Regions from separate parts of the Mus musculus genome. Here regions 1, 3, 4, 5, 6 and 7 are each linked to region 2. Evidence: chromatin contacts called from public Hi-C, HiCAR-type and HiChIP or PLAC-seq data. All regions are on one chromosome and are shown on one strand. Each heading gives the region's core, a stretch centred on a gene start, on an enhancer-like site or on the middle of the called end of the contact. The rest is flanking DNA. Distances are from core to core; before and after follow the strand shown. Region 1 overlaps Gm29851 (a long non-coding RNA gene). Region 2 holds the start of Hs3st3b1 (heparan sulfate (glucosamine) 3-O-sulfotransferase 3B1). Region 3 has its middle 15 kb from the start of Gm29851. Region 4 has its middle 64 kb from the start of Gm30305. Region 5 overlaps Gm30305 (a long non-coding RNA gene). Region 6 holds the start of Pmp22 (peripheral myelin protein 22). Region 7 has its middle 110 kb from the start of Gm30305.

Region 1 (2,700 bases), core at 49-2,548, 680 kb before region 2:
TTACGCTTGGGGGGGGGGGGTCACCACAGTATGACACACTGTGTTAAAGAATCTCAGGACTAGGAAGGTTCTAGGGTATGCTCATGCGAGCCACTGGGCTGTCCAGGCACTGTGGGCCCGAGTTTCTGCACTGTGATACTGTGTGTGTGGCCTGGCTTTAGGTGGTCAGGGCTGGGGTGTGCTGCCGCCTTGCTGGCTAGTTCACTGTGGCTACTCTCTTTCCTGTTCCTGTACCATACACGCTCTGAAGAGCAGAGCTGAGACTGAAGGGAAGGAAGGGTCAGACTACAGCACAATGAGGCTTAAAGGTCTGGATTTTTAATCATCGTAACGGCTAGCCACAGACCCATTCTCCTAAGACTGTTGAACAGGCATTGCTCCAAGAGGACCTTTGTTTCTCTGAGCCGTGTATTTGAGGATCAGTGTCATCTCCCAGTTTACCTGTGTGGGCTAATGTCCTCCTGGGGCAGAGAGCGTGGAGAGATGTTTTAGGGAAACACAGAGCTTCTTGGTTCTGAGGTAAAATGTGATTTAAGACTGGATCTGACTGGGACATGCATGCGCAGGACATCAAGCACACTCTGTATTAGCCCAGGGGTCAGCTTCACGCTTTGACATGGAAATTTACCCAGGACGCCATGGCTGAGAAAACTGTGTGGTGGATACGGGGGGTGGGGGTGGGGGGGGTGGGGGGTGGCAGGGCACTATGTGCCTTCTGTTTTTGCAGTTTTCTGTAAATCTAGAAGAAAACGATCTAACATTTACAGTTGTATTTGACTAAACAGATTATGACCTTGGATTGGGGGCATGGGGCAGTGTTGTTGAACAACATGAAACCACCCAGAAACTAGTACAATCCACAAATGTCTTTTAACTAAAAGTAATCTACCAAGGTTAATTTCTTAGCTTTGGCAAGTCTAACTCTTCTATAGGATGTTCATATAAGAGGAAACTGAGTAGAAGGCCCAGCAGTAGTGAGAAGTTCTGCACTAGGAGCGAAATCCTAATTAACACTGGTACTTTATCACCGAACTTCTTTCCCTCGAAATAATGACTTACAAATTGACAAGCGCCTACGCCCATGGACTATCCCAGCCTCCACAAGGAGGACAATTCTATGTTCTCACAGTGGACTTCCTGGCCCTGTGGGGGCTACCCTCTTCCTCTCAGCCTTCCTCTGTTGGTTTCTGTGCTTCCCCTGCCCCCCTGTGAATAAATCTGGTTAATTTCTTGACGTTGCATGTTGGATTAACTTCGTAGCAGCACATGTTGGCTGTGCATGATTAGTCAGGCCCTTTGAAAGGCTGCTGAATCATTCAACCAGCAGCATCCTGGCAGGGGATTAATTGTGTGCAGCTGAGGTGCTGTGAGCAGCTCCTTTTTATTTCTGCAAGGAAGCTGCTGAGAAAGCCCTTGAAAGCAGGAAGAGCCCCTAAGCAGCAGACTTCGGGCAGCCCACTAGAACTAAAAGAAGGAATCACTCTAAGGCAATTAAAAAGGCCATCCCTCGTTTATTTCTCATTAGAGAGACACTATTGATACAGAATGAACGGGTTCTCTTAGTAAAGTGGTTGCATTGAGTCTAGTGAGAGAATGGATGATCAGAAATGATCACAAGTCAATTAAGCATTAAATCCCACCCCCTCACACCTGGCTTCTGCTTGTCTTCTTTGTTCTACATTGACTTTTGTTTATGTTCAAGGAAATGCAACATTCTACCTTTTATTGGAAGTACAGTACCGAATTCCACCCCTCTACAAAGGCATGTTTCCTTCAGATGTTGTTTTAATGTTTGTTTGGTGTTTTGGGTTTGATCGGTCTTGTGTTTGCACTGGCTGGCCTGGAACTTGCTGTGTAGACCAGGTGAGCCTCGATGAACTTGGCTGCAATCCTTCTGTCTCTGCTCTTAGGGTGCTGGGATTACTAGAGCCCTCCACCACGCATGGCCTTGTTTCCTTAACTTTTTATTGTCCTGGGGAATGATTTTAAAGTGAACACAACCCGCTTGGAGCGGTGGTGGAGACAGGAGGCAGACTTCCTTTGTTCTGCTCTTGTAGGAGCCATGATGGATTCTGTCTTTCCACCCTCTCTGTGTCCTCCATTGTCCCAAATGTGATCCAGCCTTTGCCAACAGGTTTCAAAGAGGACCCCAAGGCTCACTGCCTGACTCTGTCACCTATCATGTATCATAAGGGCAGGCTTCAAAGACATTGACTGGAAGCTTCCCACAAAGGAAGTGCACAAATATAGCGTTGTAAAAATTCTCTCTCTCTTCCTTCCCCTGAATAGTTTTAGATATTTAATATGGATGGTCCTTCTATATTGTTCCCTAATGTATCTAAAAAAAGCCACACACAAAGCCAGATAAACTCTACAACAGAGACAGAATTCTTTCATTTAACCAATGCACAGATTATACGGTGTGGGTGCTTCATTCACCTTTCACAGCAAAGCTCTTTCAAGTGGTTATCATTTCTCATTTGCTTCTACATGTGCCCAGAGCTGGCACTTACATGGTGCTATGACTTAGCAGGTGGGGGATCTCCATAAAGGTTTAGCCAATGTCTATGTGCCACCAAAGCAAGAGCCAAAGCTGGTAAGTAGTGATTAGATAACCATGAACGAAGCAGTCAATAGGCCTCATGGGGACCAGGTTGGTTGATGCTGATGCTGATGCTGATGCTGTACAGTTTTCCATTT
Region 2 (2,700 bases), core at 61-2,560:
CCGAGTTATTCGCGTGGGATGCGGCCACAGCCAAAAGGTAACCGGTTCCTCCGGCGCTTTCCCAGTAGCTGCCGGGTGGGTGTCTTTGTGGAGAGATCACCTAAATGGTTCTAGGGCGCAGCATACCAGCCAACGGTGCCAAGCTAAAAGTTTCTGTAGGTGGCTGTCTCAGCCTACTCCGGAGCATCTGATTTCTCCCCAACTGTCCACCAGCAATGTGCGGTCGCACTTTGGTCCCCGCCCGCCCTAAATTGACGGAAGTTGTACCCCTGCTTCCCTCCCCACCTGACGCGCAACGGCCGGTGGGGGCTCACGGTCGGGATCACGGCCGGCGCAGCGGCCCCTGGAGAGGAAACTCACCGGTACCAGGCAAGACCCTTGTGGTAGCTGCGGTCGAAAAAGTGGGGCTCGGCGCCCACGGCGCGCACGTCGGGGTGCACGCGCAGGAACTCCAGCAATGCCCGCGTGCCGCCCTTCTTCACCCCGATGATGATGGCCTGCGGCAGCTGCTTGCTCCCAGCGCCGCTGAAGAAGCTGGAGATGGGACTGGGGGAGTCCGGCGCCTCTGGACTCTGCTCCTCCTGGCTCCCAGCGCCTACTGTCTTATCCTTGCCTGCAGCCAGCGAATTGGCCGGAGGTGCCCGGAAGGGCATCTTAGGGGATGTCTCATTCGGAGCTGTGACCAGGGCTGGCTGAGCGTGAGTAGCGCGGGACCCCGAGCCCAGGAGCAGCAGGCCGGGAGCGGCGGTACAGGAGCCGGCGCACGAGTACAAAAACATGTACAGCCAGATGCAAAGCATGGCGAAGAGCAGCGCGAGCTTCCTCCTCACCGGCGGCGGGGGCGGCGGCGGCTGCGGCAGGAACCGGCCCGGGACATCGAGACAGGACCGGCCGCCGCTCAGGCGCTGCCCCATACGCGGCCCGCGGGCGCGGCCAGGGGCATGGCTCAGCACATGGCAGGAGTCCCGCCGGAACAGAGAGCACCGCGACGGTCCCCTGCCACTTTGAGCCCGGAGTGATTCGGTTTATTGCCCTCCTGCGCGCGCGGCTGCCGAGGCTGCGGCTCTTCCCCGGGTGGCGGCGGCGGTTGCAGCGGCGACGGCTCTTGACATGATGCCCACGAGAAGCCGGGGTTGGAAAGCTAAGTCCAGGCGACGGGAACTGTGAGCAGACGCGCTGTCAGTTACGCTGTGCCCCGCACTCAGTAACTCTGGACGGGGCGCACGACAGCTCGCCGGGGCTGCCTCCTCGCAGCCAGGAGATTGAGAGCAGCCCCGGCGCTTGCCCGCTGAGGCTGCGGCGGAGAACTGCGCAGGAAGAGAGCCCAGCACTGAGGTGGAGTGGGCGGTCCCGGCCTTCCGAGTGACGGGCTGCGCTACCTACCAGGAGGCGCGAGCAGCATGCAAATGCCGGAGCTTCACCCAAGTCGAAACAGCCAATCGTCTCTCGGAACGTGGGGGTGTGGAAAGGGTTCGCGAAGGGGGGTAGAGCAGTATGGGGTTGCTATTGGCTTCAGAATTCAAGGGGCGGGTTCAGGGAGGCGAGGCCATCGGCTGGTGACAGGAGCAGATGGTGAGGATGCTGGAGTGACCCAACGCTGAAAGAGGTCCCACCCGGTTGAGTGGCGCTCTCTTATACACGCGCGCTTTTCCACACTCGCTTCTGAGGCCAGTCTTGGCTATAGTTGCCTATGTGACAAAGATGCCAGTCCTCATCCAAGGGTCCCGCCATCCGGCTCCTGAGTGTAAAAGCTGCAGAAAAGAGACAGGGATGGAAGAGGGAAAGCCGACCAGACGTGTTTCCAGCCCCACCCGCAAACCCAGTTTCATAATCGGGGCTCAGGGAAGGGCCTCCAACAGACCCTGATTTAGGAAGTTTAAGTAGGGAAAACCTCGGCGGAAGTCACTAACTTTCCCGCTCTCTCAATATTGTCCAGAATGGTCTCCCTGTGCCTGGCGCTTAATAGGGACAGACGTAAACACTATCTCACTCTTTCCAAACTCTCCTGAAAAGGCCTGGGGGGTGAACAGAGAGAAGGAAGGTTGTTTAGTTTAAAGACACTAGTTGAAACTTAAAGTCACATGTCGGAGTTTTATATGGGTATCTGTTCCTTGGCATCATTAATTTGATAGATGTTCTAACTTCTTTCTCTTGAACAAACAATTAAGCCGGCATCCGCCCCTGCTTAGAAGATTGGTTGGGTTTCTGACCTATGACTCTGTACTGAATCCTAGGCGTTTTCCCCCAATAACTTTTTTTTAAGTCGAATGTTGATATGGGGTAAATTCAGGAGTAGTGACTAGCACTTATTTAATGGTGAAAATCCACTCCGAGGCTTCCTTGTTTCGCACCTTTGTCCAGGGGGGCGGCCCGGAAAGGGGTCTTCTCAGAAACTGTCAGCTCTGGTGAGGGAAGCTCGGGCGCTGATGCCTGGCCAAATTTCTGCGCTGGCGATCGGAGTTAGGAAAGTCGGGATGGGGACGTTCACCCAAGTGGCGGCTTGAGAGCCTTTCGGTGCCTGGAATCCATTTTCCGCAAGACCGAAAGGCCTCCAACGCCAGGCTGCGTGCGGTTCCGGGACAGAATTTTCATTCCTTCCGACCCCCGTGCAGGCCGCGGGGACGCAGGAGGTGACTCACTCTGCGGCCACAGGCGCCTTGCACTTCCCGGTGGGCACCGGCGGGCGAAGCGGAACCGATC
Region 3 (2,704 bases), core at 142-2,641, 660 kb before region 2:
TGAAAGTAAGGCTCTACCTTGAGAAAACATAAATTCACTCAAAAGGAGAAAGAAGAAACCAAAAATAGCACTAAATGGGCCCCTGGATCAAGAGCAACTCTATAGGAAAGCATTTCCCCATAGTCAGGCTACATATGCAATTGAGGTCCAAAAGGAGTTGGAGCTGGAGGTAGAGCTTGGCAGCATTGTTCATAATCTGCTGAGGGAATGGGAGATGCAAGGTTGGGGAGGTCATGGTCTCTTGTATCAAGGTCCAGAGGGCTCCTGAGGCAGGGGAGTGTGTGGCAGAGTTGATTTCCCTGCAAGAAGGTGCTGAAAGGCCACTGCATAAAAGCATGAGAGTGAAACACAAGAGATCTGTAGTCACCTAGGAGACAAACCTCTGCTTAACTCTGAGGTGGAGTTATTTTTGACTTCTGGGAATGTCAAAAGGGCATTTTGTTGATTAGGTTAGCTGAGGTGCGAAGACCCACGCTAAAAGTTGGCAGCACCATTCCCTGGGCCCAGGAGGATATAAAAAGGAGAAGAGAACTGGGCATAGCCATCCATCGCTGTTGCTACCAGACCAGCTGCTTCAAGACCCTGCCACCTTGCCTTCCACACCATGGTTGAGGGCTCTGCTTTGATTTTGTTGTTATTGTTGATGCAACAAGGAAACCAATGCCCTACTTACTACTCTGTGCTCAGCCACCCTCTCAGGACATCCTTTGAGAAACAATGTCTAAAACAGTGGTTCTTTTTCCAAAGAGCAGAGACCACACCACAATGATGAAGTGGTCTCCAGTTGCAAGGCACTAGTCTGCACAGTGAGGTATATGGTTGAAACTAAAACTTTAAGGAGCTCATTAGCCATGTTAGGCTGTGGCCACAGCAATGCCCAGGTTCAGTGGCTGACAGCAGGTGCGTTTGTCCACACCTGTTCTGCTACTCAGCCTAGAACTGAGAGGCTGTACTGATGAAATTGTTTCTTCACGTGCACCCTTATCATGAAAAAGGGAGACAGGAAACTCAGTTACCAGTTCTTTCAAAATTCTAATCACTTTTCAATTAGATGAATCATGTCCTGCATCTAACCCCAGTGGGCAGGGTCATGCAATTACTGCCTGTGCCCAGGAGAGGGAGGAGGAGAGCAGCCCTAACAAACACTTGAAAAGTCTAAGGTTTTACTTATTCTTTTCTTCCTAGGTTTTAGAGGGGGCAAGAAAACCAGTTTTATTTGATACTGGGACTGAATATGTCTCCAGAAGTCTTGAACAGTTTTGGAATTGTGTTGAGAGAGGACTCGAGGGGGACACTATACCTGATCCAAAGCCCCTAGGAAGTGCTTACAAAGCACAGAGAAAGGTGACAATGTGGCATGCCAAACGGAAAGTAAACCACAGCCCGTGCATGCCGAGTGAGTGACTGTATAGACAAGGGAAACTTGTGCAATCTGACTTCTCTCTGATGCTCAGATACTTTCCAAAGGAGAACCTTCCCTTTCATTTATTTGAGTTGCTGTTCCGGGTGAGAACGGTCATTATTTACCCTCCTTCCCCGCCCCCCAATATGAAGACAACATAATCGGTTTTATCCTCCTCCCAGTAGGTTTTGTAGATGGAATGGAAAGATTTATTCTTTTAATAAGTGGGAGTCAAGCATGAGAGGCAGTGACGTTTGGAAGACGTTGGTTTCATCCCGGGTGCAGAAGTTCATAATCACAAAATTATTTTATTCTAGTTTGTTGAATTGTTCCTAGACTCTGAAAATACTTTCTAGAGGGGATAGGATGACAAAAGGATACAGGGCTACGGAGCTTTCCTGTGGGGCTGTTAGCCTCTGCTTAGCTTACTCCAATCTCTAGTCCCGCCATCCTTTTCTGCATGCAGAAACACACATGCCCACCTGGCACACACATATGGTGCCCACCTTTCCCCTCCCTCTTTGTTTTCTTCTTTCTTTCTTTCTTTCTTTCTTTCTTCCTTTCTTTCTTTCAAAAATGAGACCTACATCTGTACATTATTCAGAAAGCCATCATAATCTATTACTTCATAAGCACATCTATAGACTGTGCATCATGTAAATGGTCTGCTTTGTTCTGATCAGCGGGTTTTCTTTTTTTTTTTTGTTCTAAGACATAGAACACATAGCCCAGGCTATCCTCAAACTCTTGTGTGTGTGAATCTGGGCTTGAGCTCTCCAGACCCTTTTGCCTGCCTAGACAATGCTGATATTAGAGGCATATGTCTGTCTCTGTGTCCTGTTGTTCAACAGTTTTTACATGAAGAAGCTCAGAATAGGACAGTAAACATCAGAGAACTTACATGACTACTCTTTATGTGTACATACAGTTTTCTGATCTATACATGGAGATGGCCAGGAGCGCCATGATGGGATTTAGTGGGATGCTGTATATAAAATGTTTAGAACATTGACTGAGACCTAGGGCTGCATCCTGATTGTCATGGTCATAGTCCCCTTTCTTTATTTCCTCTAGTCCAGGATGGAGGAAGGCTTGTTCCTTATTTGATTCTACTTATTTGTTCCCTAATAAAAGTGACCTTCTTGACTTACACTTAGTGGCTTTTTGCATTTTCACTGGATTCAACTTTATCCTGATTAGGGCACGCCCAGTTGTCTGTTGTTAATTTGACTTTCAGACGATTCCTTCATCTTTCTCTGTGTGGTAGAGACAGTCCACCACTCACTTTCAGCACAGTTAGCA
Region 4 (2,700 bases), core at 43-2,542, 730 kb after region 2:
ATGCTCATCACTATTCCGTACTCTGTGGGAGTTTCCAAGGACCAGCATGGAAATCACAGGGGGCTGAAGCTCAGCTCTTCTTCACTAAGTCTGGCTCTCAGGGGGTGGGCTGCCAAGGGCAACAACACAGAGCTTATTCCTTCGGTGAGTCATGAATGGGAGAAAAGGCTTTGTGTGTTCTTCACCCAGCTCTGAATCCAACCAGCTCTGCGTCCTTGAGAGAATTCCTGTTCTGTTATCAGACTGAGCTCAAAGCTTCTAGGATGCCCTTTGGAAAGATTGCTTTTTCTACCCGTGAAGCATTGTGTGGCTTTGGGGTGAAAATGGGAGTCAGACTGAACCTTAGAGAAAAGGCAGAGTTTGGGGTTACCTGGAGGGACAAGGAGATGAGATTCCCAGTATGGATTATGTGTTTCCTCTTAGAGGGCAGGCAATAGCAAATTTGGAGGAAATCTACAGAGTCTGGGATGTGAGGATAAGGAATCAGCTTTCATCAGCATGGATGCCCATAGGTTGTGGACATCTGAAACGTACAGTATGGGGCAATAGAAGTAGTTTGTTTGCAGTGTAAAAGACTTGGGGTACTAAGGGCAGTTCTGAGTCTGTATGAAAACTTTGAAAGAAAAGAGATAAGCCACAAAGTAAGGGGGGAGTAGACTCCAAAAAGACTCAAAAGAAAAAAAAAAGGCAAAGGCCTCAGTTTTCACCCTGACAGGAAAGGAGCCTGCAGATGTCTAGCTCATCTTTATAAAACACAAAGCTGTAAACTGGAGACTGTTCGACTTTCATGGGTTTTCCCAAGACGTGAGGTCACAGACAAATTCCTCCAATCTAGAGAGATGGACATAATGCCAGACATAGCAGATTTGCTTTCAGAAGCAGAAGATGCTGAGGTGCCAAGTATCAGAAGTTTTAGTATGTACAGTAAACCTGAGGAGGCACTAGAAGCCAAAGGTGCAGGTCCCTGGGAGCCACAGCTTTGGATGTAGGGATGAGACATGCTTCCTGGAGTTTTACATACAGGAAAACCACCAGGTTCTCAGGAGGAAATTAAGTGAAGCTCATGATGAAACAGGCCACCATGTTCTTTCCTTCAAGAGCCTGCAGTGTGGTGAAGGACTTCACCAGAGCCTTGAGAAGCCTGGGGGATGGTGTTTTCCCCACCATGGTAATTCCTTCTAGATTTCCTGTTACAGCTAGGGAGTCAGTAGGGAAGGCGTTAACTCAGGAGTGAGGCCACAAACCCACAAAAAAACAGAGTAAACTCTAAGATTGCAACATCCTTCCCTTTCCCATGCCATGGGGGTAGGATGACATCACCATTGTATTATAGCTGAAGGAGAAGTGAGACATAGTCATAACCCACTCTCTACACAGATTAATTTAAAACTTAAAGCTGAAACAAGGTTCCCATTGCTTTATGTATGTTGCCTTCCCTTCAAACACAAATCACAATGAACTATAACATTCAAAAAATAATAGTCCAAAGTTCCAGATATTAGGATCAAACTAAGATAGGGCAACAAACTAAAATGTATCGAACTGGAGATTTAAATTAGCAATGATTAATGTGTAAAGAGTTCTGACTGGAGAAATTGATCAACATGAAAGAACCCTAGGAGGAAGGAATCAAAACGGGAGGCTAGAAATAAGACACCGGAACTAAAATTATTTTTGAATTCTTAGTCAACACAAAGTATCATAACTTAAAGCAGCAATTATGATGACTTTTGGAACTTTAACATATGAATCAACACATGTTATGGCTAGACTGTCATAGGGACAGGAAGGAGGACTTTAGAATATTCTATGGCAAGATGCCTATGTGAAGTGCTATAATTTTGTAATAGTTGACTTAGGTCAATTACAAGTGTGTCTTGTAAGCTCTAGGGAAGCCACTAATTTATTGAAAGAAATATGGTTTATTTGCTAAGGAAATAAACAAATGTTTAAATAAAACCAGGCAATGCAGAAGGGAAAGATAAAAGCAACAAATATAACAAATAGGTTTTTTAAAAAAGTGTGCTATATACTGATTTGGTGTTAATAGTCACATTAAATGTGAATGGTCTAACCATTTAAAAGGTGGAGGTCTAACCATTTAAAACATGTGTGTGTGTATGTAGAGACTTAATTTAATAACATAATATATATGATTATATATACTTATATAATAATCATATATGCAATTGACTCAATAGCAAGGTAAAAATAAGTAGACAAAGAGCAAAATCATTCTTCTTCCATGTCTTTCTATAGGCATCCGCAGAATGTAAAGCCCAGATTAAAGGTGTGGCTTCCCTCCTTGAGATCTAGATTAAAGGTATTCGTCCTCCAACCTCAGGATCAGGATTAAAAGCAAGTGTCTTACTACCTTAAGCTTCAGATTAGAAGTAGACCTTCCTACTTCAATTTCAGCCTCACTCACGTGCCAACTATGTTCTAATTTTAGTTCATGTCAGATTTGTCAAGTTTACAACCAAGAATAGCCATCACACACACTTTAAAAACAAACCAGAAAGTAGAAGGAATGAGATCAGGATTGGGCAAAATGCTCCAGTGTTAGCATTGCTTACCTAGCCTGGGAAAGACCCTGAGTTTGAGTCCAGCACCACAAAAGGAATTAGCTGATTAGACAGTTAACTAATTAATTACTTGAAGACATGGAAACATAGATGCCATTCAAAAGAAAGTCAAAGT
Region 5 (2,765 bases), core at 90-2,589, 750 kb after region 2:
GAACAAAACACCCATGGAAGGAGTTACAGAGACAAAATTTGGAGCTGTGACGAAAAGATGGACCATCTAGTGATTGCCATATCCAGGGATCCATCCCATAATCAGCTTCCAAATGCTGACACCATTGCATACACTAGAAAGATTTTGCTGAAAGGACCCAGATATAGCTGTCTCTTGTGAGACTATGCCAGGGCCTAGCAAACACAGAAGTAGATGCTCACAGTCAGCTATTGGATGGGTCACATGGTCCCCAATGGAGGAGCTAGAGAAAGTACCCAAAGAGCTAAAGGGAACTGCAACCCTATAGGTGGAACAACAATATGAACTAACCAGTACCCCGGAGCTCTTGTCTCTAGCTGCATATGTATCAAAAGATGGCCTAGTCAGCCATCACTGGAAAGAGAGGCCCTTTAGACTTGCAAACTTTATATGCCCCAGTACAGGGGAATGCCAGGGCCAAAACGGGGAGTGGGTGGGTAGGGGATTGGGGGGGTGAGTATGGGGGACTTTTGGGATAGCATTGGAAATGTAAACGAGGAAAATACCTAATTAAAAAAAAGAGAAAAAAAAGAGTATTTGACTCATATATTTCTCTGTGTCTAGACCATTCCTCAGACATTACCAGGATCTATACTGTGAGGTGCAATGGTTGAGGTGAGAAATCTATTGGGGTCCCCACCTGAGGGACCCTCAGGAACACTTTGTTCTTCCTGAATCTGTTTCTTTTAGTATAATAAGTGGCATGATAGTGTCTAATTTCATGATTTTTTAATAGGCCTGAAACTCAGTCATTTAACATGAGTGTTCAAAAAGAATCCCAAAAACAATTTAAAAAAAAAACTCAAAAGAAACAAACAAAAAGAAAAACAAAACAAAAAAGAAAAACAAAACAAAACAAAAAAATCAGAAAGCTGAATACTCTTTCTTCAAAGGTGTTCTAATGTGCAAGATCATCACCATCATTGCTAACAGAAGAAACTGCTTCCAACAAACAAGAATTTTAAAGCAAGCAAGAGTACTGCCATGAGGCCATGGGAATTGCCCAGGAGGAGAGGGCACTATGGTAAGCAATTCAATCAGAAATTTCAATGAAGTACTGAACCACCTCTCAACACATCTCCACTTTTCAAAATGTGCACGTGTTGCATGGATCAATTGGGCAAGAAGCTCACAGCCTGTCAAGTTCAACTGCAGTTGAGGAATTGCTAACTGTGTCCTGGTCAGCCCCCCCTCGGGGGGGGGGGGCGCATGGGGAGCACCCCACACACATATGCACAGGCTTGGCCCAGACTAGCACTGCTCTGCAACTGATCTTCCTCCACCCCCTTAATGAAGTTTGACACTTGGCAGAGGCAGGGAGTTAGGAGCATGCTCATAATGAGCTCTTTCCTAAGAGGCTTTGAAGCAACATTAGCAACAGCAGCATTCCTCCTGCCTCAGGCTTCTCCCCATTATCTGCCTTGCTGCAGGGCTGGCAAGGCTGTAGTTAATTGCATGCCAAATACCACATTAGACCATATGACTGAGGGTGCTGCATATCATTGCCAAAGTTCGATTTAAATTCTTTTCTAAGCTGAGCTCCAGAGGTGTTCTGGACACTCCTTCCTGCTCTTGCGATATTCTGAGATCCCTGTGAGAACTCCAACCTTCATGGGGAGGCACTCCTCTTAGGGCAAGTCAGACAGGAACCATTATATTCGCAGGGTCATTCTAGAGTGCCCCTGGTGCTTAAGGAACACTAGAAACTATTCAAGAGAATGAGAAGGTCTGGGCACCGTATGATCCTGGGAGGGCATAAAAATGAATGAGAAGATGTTTATGTGACTCCTTTTGATGGGAGCTGAACTACATCGTATGAGCAGGACATAGCCATTGAGAAGGGAAAGGAAAGGACGTTCTAGGCAGATGGATAATGCATGTATGGTGAAAAGACTGAGGATGGCAATGGTCAGGTCATGTGTCTTATGAGCTAAGAGGCACACAAGAGAAGAGCGTCCTCAGTGCTGTTAACACTAGGCGACAGTTCTGACACAGCAGCCTTTTTGGGGCTTCCTGTAGTCCCCACCAGCTGGCTCTGTGTTGGGCAACAGCTTCTTGCAGACCCCTGGGAACGGTGTTTGTCCACTGTCATTATGATTTAGCTGAACCTCATTCCTCTCTGACCTATAATTCCTAGAAAGCATTGGCACAAGGCTTGAGCATTTGATTTTTGTGGCACGGGCACCGAGCGAGTGTTTTATGAAGATTAGATAAAATGCACGTATGCAAGAGACAGTGAGGAATGCCTGGGGCACCTTTGGAGAATGGCTGCTTTTAAGATGGTTTAGGGAGCAAGTGGCTGAAACTATTGTTGCAAAGCAATAGAAAGCACTGGCTCTAAAGAAACCCCACCACTTCTCCCCACCTACTTCTGTAGAAAGGAGTTAAAAGAGCTAAGGATAATTCTGATTTTTTTCACATGGAGAGAATTGAATCCAATGAGATATTACAAAAGGAGTATTAAAATAACTACTAGGCAGGAACGAGGGAAAAGGGAGAAGGAAAAGAGAAAATTTGAGAACGTACATGAGGGAGGAATCAAAACTCTAAGCCTTTTGATATCCTTTGCACAGTGCCCGATCACCTATGTCTCAGCCTCGTGAATGAACTCTCAAGAACAAGTTTGAAGTGTGGGTTGGATCCAGGCTCAGATTTCACATGGCAGTTATCTTCTGTATTTGAAATGCCAATTGGTTATTAAAAACACATTTCCTTAGCTTTGACTA
Region 6 (2,897 bases), core at 96-2,595, 790 kb before region 2:
GCCGTTCTTCCCAGAGGAAAACATTGAATGCTCAATGAATGCTCACGACAGGAGCACTAGTTGATTAGGTGTGGACCGAGTGCAGAGCTCTGGCTTCAACCTCTGCCATGCATCTCCTCTCAGCCTCCTGTGTGCCAAGCACAGGTACGACACCTGGCATTGGCAGGGAACTGAATAAAAATGTCACACATACTCTTTATTTTTAATCCGATGAGAAATTTTAAAAGATCATTGTCTGAAGAATGCTTCAAGTTTATTTTTTTATGTAATGAGCAAGCATATACAATTAGCTCAAGTAGCGGCTACTGTCAAAAAACAAAATAATATGGAACTATCTGAGTCTCCCAGGGCTTTATGACTCACTGCTCTTAACAGGTAGGGAGGGTGTGGATATGCAGGTAGAGACTTTAACACACGGGCTCCTTGCTCAGTCAGCCAATACAGGTGACCTGATGGTTAGTTGGGCACATCTCCAAGAAGAGCTGGCTAGCCTCTCCCTTCTTAACTCTGGGCGGCCACACTCAAGTGCCTATGAATCAGCTAGTTTCTCTGGCTGCTCTTCCTGCACCTCAGATGGCCACTTCTCTCACCCCTACCCCCATGGCCAGGACTCCAGCCAAGGCTGGGAGCCAGGCCAGCTTGCCTCAGGCAAACTTCGCCTGGAGCTTATATGCAGTTGTAAAATCTGGTTTTGCCAAGCTTAGGAGGAGCCGGATCCTAGAGCCCCACCCCTCTGTCCGTCTGTCCGTCCATCCGTCCGTCAAGCTTGGATTTTCCTCCCCTCCCTTCTCTCTTGGATTGGGGTCCCAGCCTAGCCCTCTAGATATGTACCCCGAATCCCAGTAAACCAGCATACTTTCTAGGTACAAACAGGGATAGCGAGGATGGGTGTTTTAAAGACTAGCCCAGTTAAGACCCCAGCGCAGGTCAGGTGCGCCAAGACCTGAGGTCCTGGCTGCTAGTAGGAGAGGTGATCCAGCTACACAGTCCCCGAATGGGCACAGTTCACTTCAGTGTTCCCGAGAACCCAGCACTGCGCACTTGGGGAGTGAGGCAGGGAGGTGGGTACGAAATCTAGCAATCTTTATCCATGTGCGCTGAGGGGACAGGGGCGAAGGTGCAATGTATTGGTCAACAGGGCCCGAGTACCACAGATCTAGGGAAGGTGAGAGACGAGAAGCCCAGGGTCCTCCAGCTTTAAGTAAAAGTCGAGGTTTTGCAGAGATCTGGTTTTTCCGGGGGTGTCTTTAAGTCCAAGTAACTGTCTGGCAGTCGGCGCCCCGCCCGCCCGCCTGCCCCCTCTCCTCAGGGAGGCCCGCCCTCCCGCACACGCTGACCCTGGGACACACCCTTCTGCAGCGACGCAAATAGGGCGTAGTTCCCGTTAAAGGGGAACACCGGGAGCCTCCCACTGCCCCCTTGCTTTGCGCGCGCGCTGACCCGCAGCACAGCTGTCTTTGGGGACGCCAGCAACCCAGTGGACGCACCGGAGTTTGTGCCTGAGGCTAATCTGCTCTGAGATAGCTGTCCCTTTGAACTGAAAGTAAGTTGGTAGGGAAAGTGAAGAAGGTGGTGGTGGTGGGGGGCATAAAGCTGGGCATCATCTGGAAATGCTATGCCTAAAGCGGGGACGGGGCTCTGACCCTCCATAGGGCCGCCTTGTGACAAGAACGTGGAGACCCCTTCCTACATCCTAGCCTACCGGAGGGACACACCTAGGACTGCCTCTGCATCGTCCAGACCAGGGTGGTGGCGGTGTCTGGATAGAGGGTTGCTGGGGCGGCCTTGTGATTCTTTCCAGAGGATGTACTGTTAAAATACACGAGTCTCTGGTCCTTCGGGTTCTAGCCGCAGGCCCTATGGTGTTCTTGGTCTCTGCTACTTGAAGCCATCCAATGAAATTTGAATTTTCTGGAAATCATGGGGAAAATCTTGCTTATATCTTCAGTGCATTCCTGGCTTTTTGTCTTTGATGTGTTCCTTGGGAGGAAAATGGACGTGTCTGGGATAGAATACTTGTCAAAACTAATTTAGAAGTCTCCTTGGTCTAAGGTTCTATCCTTAACTGGTTCACTCAGCTGCAGCCAGATTTTCACGGCTGTACACATTCACTATCAGGTCACCCAAGTTTTAGCTCCCTAAAGTCTGAAGTGGAGGGGGAGGTAGGGTAGGAGATAGTATCTTCGGACCTTGGAAACACGTCTTGCCTGCTCTGACTTGCGAGAATTCTCAGACTCAATCAGCCTCTTTACGCACTGTCTCCTTCCCTCCAGTCAGCAGCAACCAAGGGATAGGGCCCCTGGCGCATCTATTCGGGATGGGGCTTTGGACAGGGGTCCGCAAGTGCGGCGGGCTCAGCCTAGCTCTCCTTGGGGCCGTCCAGGGGGTGCCTGTGGAGCTGGCGGGGCTGAAGGCTCTTCACCCCCCGGGGCGCAGGGAAGGCGCGGAACCCTGCGCGCGGGAAGCTCCGGAGCCGGGCAATCCTCCAGCCCGCCTGCTCTCCCGCTCCCCCAGCCGCCAGCATCTAGGCCGAGCCGGGGGCGGGGCGGCTGCTCTCCGCTGGCAAAAACGGGTGGAAACTTGGAGGCAAGTAACGGAACGCGGGGCGCGCTGGGGTCTGGGAAACCAGCCTCGGGTGGCGGGCGACCCCAGGCCTCTGGCTGTGAGCCTGGCGCCGCCCGCTGAGCCTCCAGTCTCGGGGGGAATCCACCCTGTGACTGGGTCAGGGACGTGGCCTCGGTAGCCTCCCAAGTCCCAAGGGCCCTGAAAGGCGCCCAGGCTGGGCGGAGGCTTGCTGTGGCCTCGGCTCATCGTTCAGGAAACTCCTCTCCTCCGCGCGCCTCCCGGGGTGATCGGGACGTGCGCACCACTTGCTTGTTTTGTTCCAAAGGCAAAAG
Region 7 (2,839 bases), core at 179-2,678, 690 kb after region 2:
AGTGCATGGTAGTGATTCCAGTTACCAGGCACATTTGGTCTGTACTTATTGACAGTGGATTAGAAAGGAAGAAAGAGAGGACAAGAAAATAAAGACAAAGAAGACAGTTTCCACAGCAAATGTTCCCCTCTCATGACTTCCTCAGGTGTAGCTAATCCCCTACTCCAGCACAGCACAATGTTTTCAGATTTCTGGCGGTGCTACATTTATTTAAGCATATATCCCTTACCATCAGGACAGACAAACTCCAGCAGAGAGTCAGATGCAGCTTTTGAACTAGACTTTTTCCTAGCTCATTTGCAGAACTAATTTAATGGTTATATTAAAGCTCACTTGCATAGCTCTTCCACTTCATCCTTCAACATCCTTATCTCTGAGGACACTTAGTCTCCCAGTTATTAATAGGAAGGTGGAAGAGTGTCAACACACAACAGGCACTTAACAGTCTCTGCTGTTGAATTGAGTCTGTCTGTGTCACACTTTGCAAAGGCAGACTGTAGACGTTATACTCAAGAGCACTCTAGATACACCTTAGGCCTGCTGGCAGCCAGACAATTGAAGGGCAGGATGGGGCTACAAGATGGTCTTCTACTTAGAATTCAGTATATTGGTCCCAGGAATAAAATATTAAGCACACAGGTATCAGAGTGTTCACGGATTTCCCAATGATGGAATAAAGGATGTGATTTGAAGAATTTCAACAGAAAATAGCCCTCTAAGAATAAAGATTATGTGCAGGTATATAACAACATTGCCCCAGTCTAATTTTAGTTACTATAACTAAATGCCACAGACTAGAAAACTTACAGAGAATAAATAATATTGTCCTACCCACAGCTCTAAAGGCTAAGTCTGAGGTCAAGTATTGTATCTACTGGGGACTTCTCTGGTAGAATCTTTAAAGAGGCTCAACCAACCTCTAAACATCACATGAGTAAAAGGGCCTGCATGAGATAGTCAACTTCATAACAGACGAATGGCAGGATAACCAACCATTGTCATAATAACTCATTAACCCAACAATTCAGTAGATTGACCAAATAATATGGCCAGAGTCTCCATAACGCAAGACAATTGCCTCTCAAAGGTTCTCCCTCTCAGTGCCTTGAACATATGAATGTAGGGATTGTGTTTACAACAACTGAATTACAGAAGGCCAACATTAATAGCATAATTTTGCTAGTGTGTACAACAACTTCATTTTTAGTGTTGTAGTTACTTTTATTTTCTTTGAATGTCATCCTGGGATTATGGGACAGCCAGTTCTGTGTCAGTCCTCATTATGACGTCATCTGAGGTCATCTTGATCCTCGTTCAAATTTTGCTCTCGGTGGTTTTCATCCTTCACCGTTTTCCTCCACCTACTCAGTTCTGCTTTCATTCTCAGACCTTGAAATTCCATTTTATTTGTCAGAGACACTGGAGAGCTGTGAGAAAGCTACCCTTCCCTTTCTGTGCTGGCTTGCATTCATGCCCGGCCTCCGTCACCTGGGTCACTGCAGTATGGCTGACAGAATTCCCTGCCTTAGTTCTATCCTCCATTCTCAGTATTCTTTATAGCTAATATTTTATTTCTCGGTTCCCATATGCTTGATGCTTCTTTGCTTTGCTTTCTAAACATTCCACTCTATGCATTTTGCTCAGCATCTCCCATTGCTATAGAGAGGAGGAGGGAGAAACAGAGGAGGGAAGGATGAAAGGGGGAAGGGAAGGAGAGAGGGAGAGAGAGGGGGGACGAGGGAGGGAGAGGAACTGAGAACAAATCACTGAGGAAGAAACTGAGAAAGCAAGGGAACATCCTGTCTGGCCACAGACACCCATCACAGCTTAGCTCCTACCCTCCCACAGAAGAATCTGTCTTGACAATTGCATATCATTCTCAGGTACAGGAAGATGAGAAAGCTCCAAGTGAATGAGTAAGGAGTGGATGAAGTCTGAGTGAATATATAGTGTTGATATTGAGACAGCCTTGCCATGTACACCAATATCTAAGACACATGGGAATCAGCAAAGCCTTCTTCCAGGTGAGGTACAGAGGCAAGAGCTAAACTGTCCTTTGGTCCAAACCCCGTTGTTTATGAACTATTGGCCAGTGTGTGCAAAAACTGGCAAGAGCAGCTTCCTCCTCCTGGATGACTGAAACCAGAGACTTCCTCTTCAGAGACCTGCTACTGAGACTAACTAACCCTCCTTGTCCTGTTATATAGAAAACATGCCGAGGTTCTAGCTTGTTGTGTAGCTGGTACTGCTCCGTCAGAGTGAGCAAGGTCTACCTTGTTGTAGGATTTTCTCTGTCCAATCACATTAGGGAAGTGGCAGGCCTGTGATTGGACAGGAAAAGGAAGACAGAACTAGGAGTTGGGAAGAATGACAGAAAGGTCACAGGAGAGAGGAGGGAAAAAGAACCAGAATAGAGGCGGATGTGGTGTTATCTAAAGGTTAGAATAATTGGGTTAAAGTTTTATCATTATCAATTGGCTCTGAAATTATTGTATTGGCATCTTGTAAAATGTGATATTATTAATACATGAATCTAATTGGTTAACCATAAGCCAAAAAAGTCTTAATTCTACCAGGTAATTAGGTGTTGAGATGGCTAACCAGGTGTGCATAGGTCAATGCGTGGAAGTGAGAGGAACACAGGTCCCCTGGCTAAGAGATGGTTCTCGGGGACAGAGAGTTGGTGAGCTGAGAGACAAAGCAGAGTGAGATCACATGGCATGGGGGCTAGCTCCAGAGAGCTGCTGGTGGTGGCAGGAGTGAGGAAGCGTGGCCTGACCCCTTCTGAGAGTTGGTGGATTCATTTTTCAATATTTCTCCACAATAGATGGCGCCCAAT

Evidence for each region. A called contact is a pair of places that touch in the nucleus more often than the background predicts. HiCAR-type assays count read pairs that join an accessible place to other places. HiChIP or PLAC-seq counts read pairs in DNA pulled down with a chosen protein or histone mark.
Region 1: an H3K4me3 HiChIP or PLAC-seq map of embryonic forebrain shows a contact between it and region 2, with 4 times the contacts expected there. The contact joins the enhancer-like site here to the promoter of Hs3st3b1 in region 2. A contact is called at or near these places in 4 of 39 promoter capture datasets (the 3T3-L1 cell line, hippocampal neurons, second pharyngeal arch cranial neural crest and 1 more), 1 of 484 Hi-C or Micro-C datasets (the N1E-115 cell line) and 8 of 115 datasets of contacts at active chromatin or transcription factors (craniofacial prominence, embryonic forebrain, embryonic hindbrain and 5 more).
Region 3: a contact with region 2 is called in a Hi-C map of the N1E-115 cell line, with 10 times the contacts expected there. The contact joins the enhancer-like site here to the promoter of Hs3st3b1 in region 2. A contact is called at or near these places in 9 of 39 promoter capture datasets (the 3T3-L1 cell line, cranial neural crest, embryonic stem cells and 6 more), 12 of 484 Hi-C or Micro-C datasets (the N1E-115 cell line, adipose-derived mesenchymal stem cells, embryonic fibroblasts and 4 more), 13 of 115 datasets of contacts at active chromatin or transcription factors (craniofacial prominence, embryonic forebrain, embryonic hindbrain and 5 more) and 1 of 9 other capture datasets (embryonic stem cells).
Region 4: a contact with region 2 is called in an H3K4me3 HiChIP or PLAC-seq map of bone marrow-derived macrophages, with 10 times the contacts expected there. The contact joins the enhancer-like site here to the promoter of Hs3st3b1 in region 2. A contact is called at or near these places in 6 of 39 promoter capture datasets (the 3T3-L1 cell line, frontonasal cranial neural crest, hippocampal neurons and 2 more), 4 of 484 Hi-C or Micro-C datasets (the N1E-115 cell line, bone marrow-derived macrophages, reprogramming fibroblasts and 1 more), 7 of 115 datasets of contacts at active chromatin or transcription factors (bone marrow-derived macrophages, craniofacial prominence, embryonic forebrain and 3 more) and 1 of 9 other capture datasets (macrophages).
Region 5: a contact with region 2 is called in an H3K4me3 HiChIP or PLAC-seq map of craniofacial prominence, with 6 times the contacts expected there. The contact joins the enhancer-like site here to the promoter of Hs3st3b1 in region 2. A contact is called at or near these places in 2 of 39 promoter capture datasets (the 3T3-L1 cell line and hippocampal neurons), 1 of 484 Hi-C or Micro-C datasets (the N1E-115 cell line), 6 of 115 datasets of contacts at active chromatin or transcription factors (bone marrow-derived macrophages, craniofacial prominence, embryonic forebrain and 3 more) and 1 of 9 other capture datasets (macrophages).
Region 6: a contact with region 2 is called in a HiCAR-type map of astrocytes, with 2.6 times the contacts expected there. The contact joins the promoter of Pmp22 here to the promoter of Hs3st3b1 in region 2. A contact is called at or near these places in 1 of 39 promoter capture datasets (embryonic stem cells) and 2 of 115 datasets of contacts at active chromatin or transcription factors (astrocytes and embryonic midbrain).
Region 7: a Hi-C map of bone marrow-derived macrophages shows a contact between it and region 2, with 5 times the contacts expected there. The contact joins the enhancer-like site here to the promoter of Hs3st3b1 in region 2. A contact is called at or near these places in 1 of 39 promoter capture datasets (hippocampal neurons), 1 of 15 datasets of contacts at CTCF or cohesin (pro-B cells), 1 of 484 Hi-C or Micro-C datasets (bone marrow-derived macrophages), 1 of 115 datasets of contacts at active chromatin or transcription factors (kidney) and 1 of 9 other capture datasets (macrophages).

The regions. Positions count from the first base shown.
Region 1 is chr11:63,245,118-63,247,817 of GRCm38.p6, forward strand. It overlaps Gm29851 (a long non-coding RNA gene), which reads right to left. Exons shown (of 4, transcript XR_388736.2): 4 at 2,180-2,700. Among named protein-coding and RNA genes, the nearest start is that of Gm29851, 3.6 kb to the right of the region's middle. Within about 2 kb of position 1,299, at least 9 of the 459 cell types and tissues checked have an H3K27ac peak or open chromatin away from gene starts, as enhancers often do. A contact at or near this core is called in the N1E-115 cell line and embryonic forebrain, where this site is marked.
Region 2 is chr11:63,920,974-63,923,673 of GRCm38.p6, forward strand. It overlaps Hs3st3b1 (heparan sulfate (glucosamine) 3-O-sulfotransferase 3B1), which reads right to left and starts at 1,311. Exons shown (of 2, transcript NM_018805.2): 1 at 361-1,311. The coding sequence starts at 914.
Region 3 is chr11:63,263,465-63,266,168 of GRCm38.p6, forward strand. No RefSeq gene overlaps it. Among named protein-coding and RNA genes, the nearest start is that of Gm29851, 15 kb to the left of the region's middle. Within about 2 kb of position 1,392, at least 25 of the 459 cell types and tissues checked have an H3K27ac peak or open chromatin away from gene starts, as enhancers often do. A contact at or near this core is called in the N1E-115 cell line and uterus, where this site is marked.
Region 4 is chr11:64,654,104-64,656,803 of GRCm38.p6, forward strand. No RefSeq gene overlaps it. Among named protein-coding and RNA genes, the nearest start is that of Gm30305, 64 kb to the right of the region's middle. Within about 2 kb of position 1,293, at least 20 of the 459 cell types and tissues checked have an H3K27ac peak or open chromatin away from gene starts, as enhancers often do. A contact at or near this core is called in bone marrow-derived macrophages, where this site is marked.
Region 5 is chr11:64,670,717-64,673,481 of GRCm38.p6, forward strand. The region is part of intron 3 of Gm30305 (a long non-coding RNA gene); the gene reads right to left. Among named protein-coding and RNA genes, the nearest start is that of Gm30305, 47 kb to the right of the region's middle. Within about 2 kb of position 1,340, at least 14 of the 459 cell types and tissues checked have an H3K27ac peak or open chromatin away from gene starts, as enhancers often do. A contact at or near this core is called in the N1E-115 cell line, craniofacial prominence and embryonic limb bud, where this site is marked.
Region 6 is chr11:63,130,112-63,133,008 of GRCm38.p6, forward strand. It overlaps Pmp22 (peripheral myelin protein 22), which reads left to right and starts at 1,346. Exons shown (of 5, transcript NM_008885.3): 1 at 1,346-1,543.
Region 7 is chr11:64,608,768-64,611,606 of GRCm38.p6, forward strand. No RefSeq gene overlaps it. Among named protein-coding and RNA genes, the nearest start is that of Gm30305, 110 kb to the right of the region's middle. Within about 2 kb of position 1,429, at least 8 of the 459 cell types and tissues checked have an H3K27ac peak or open chromatin away from gene starts, as enhancers often do. A contact at or near this core is called in bone marrow-derived macrophages, where this site is marked.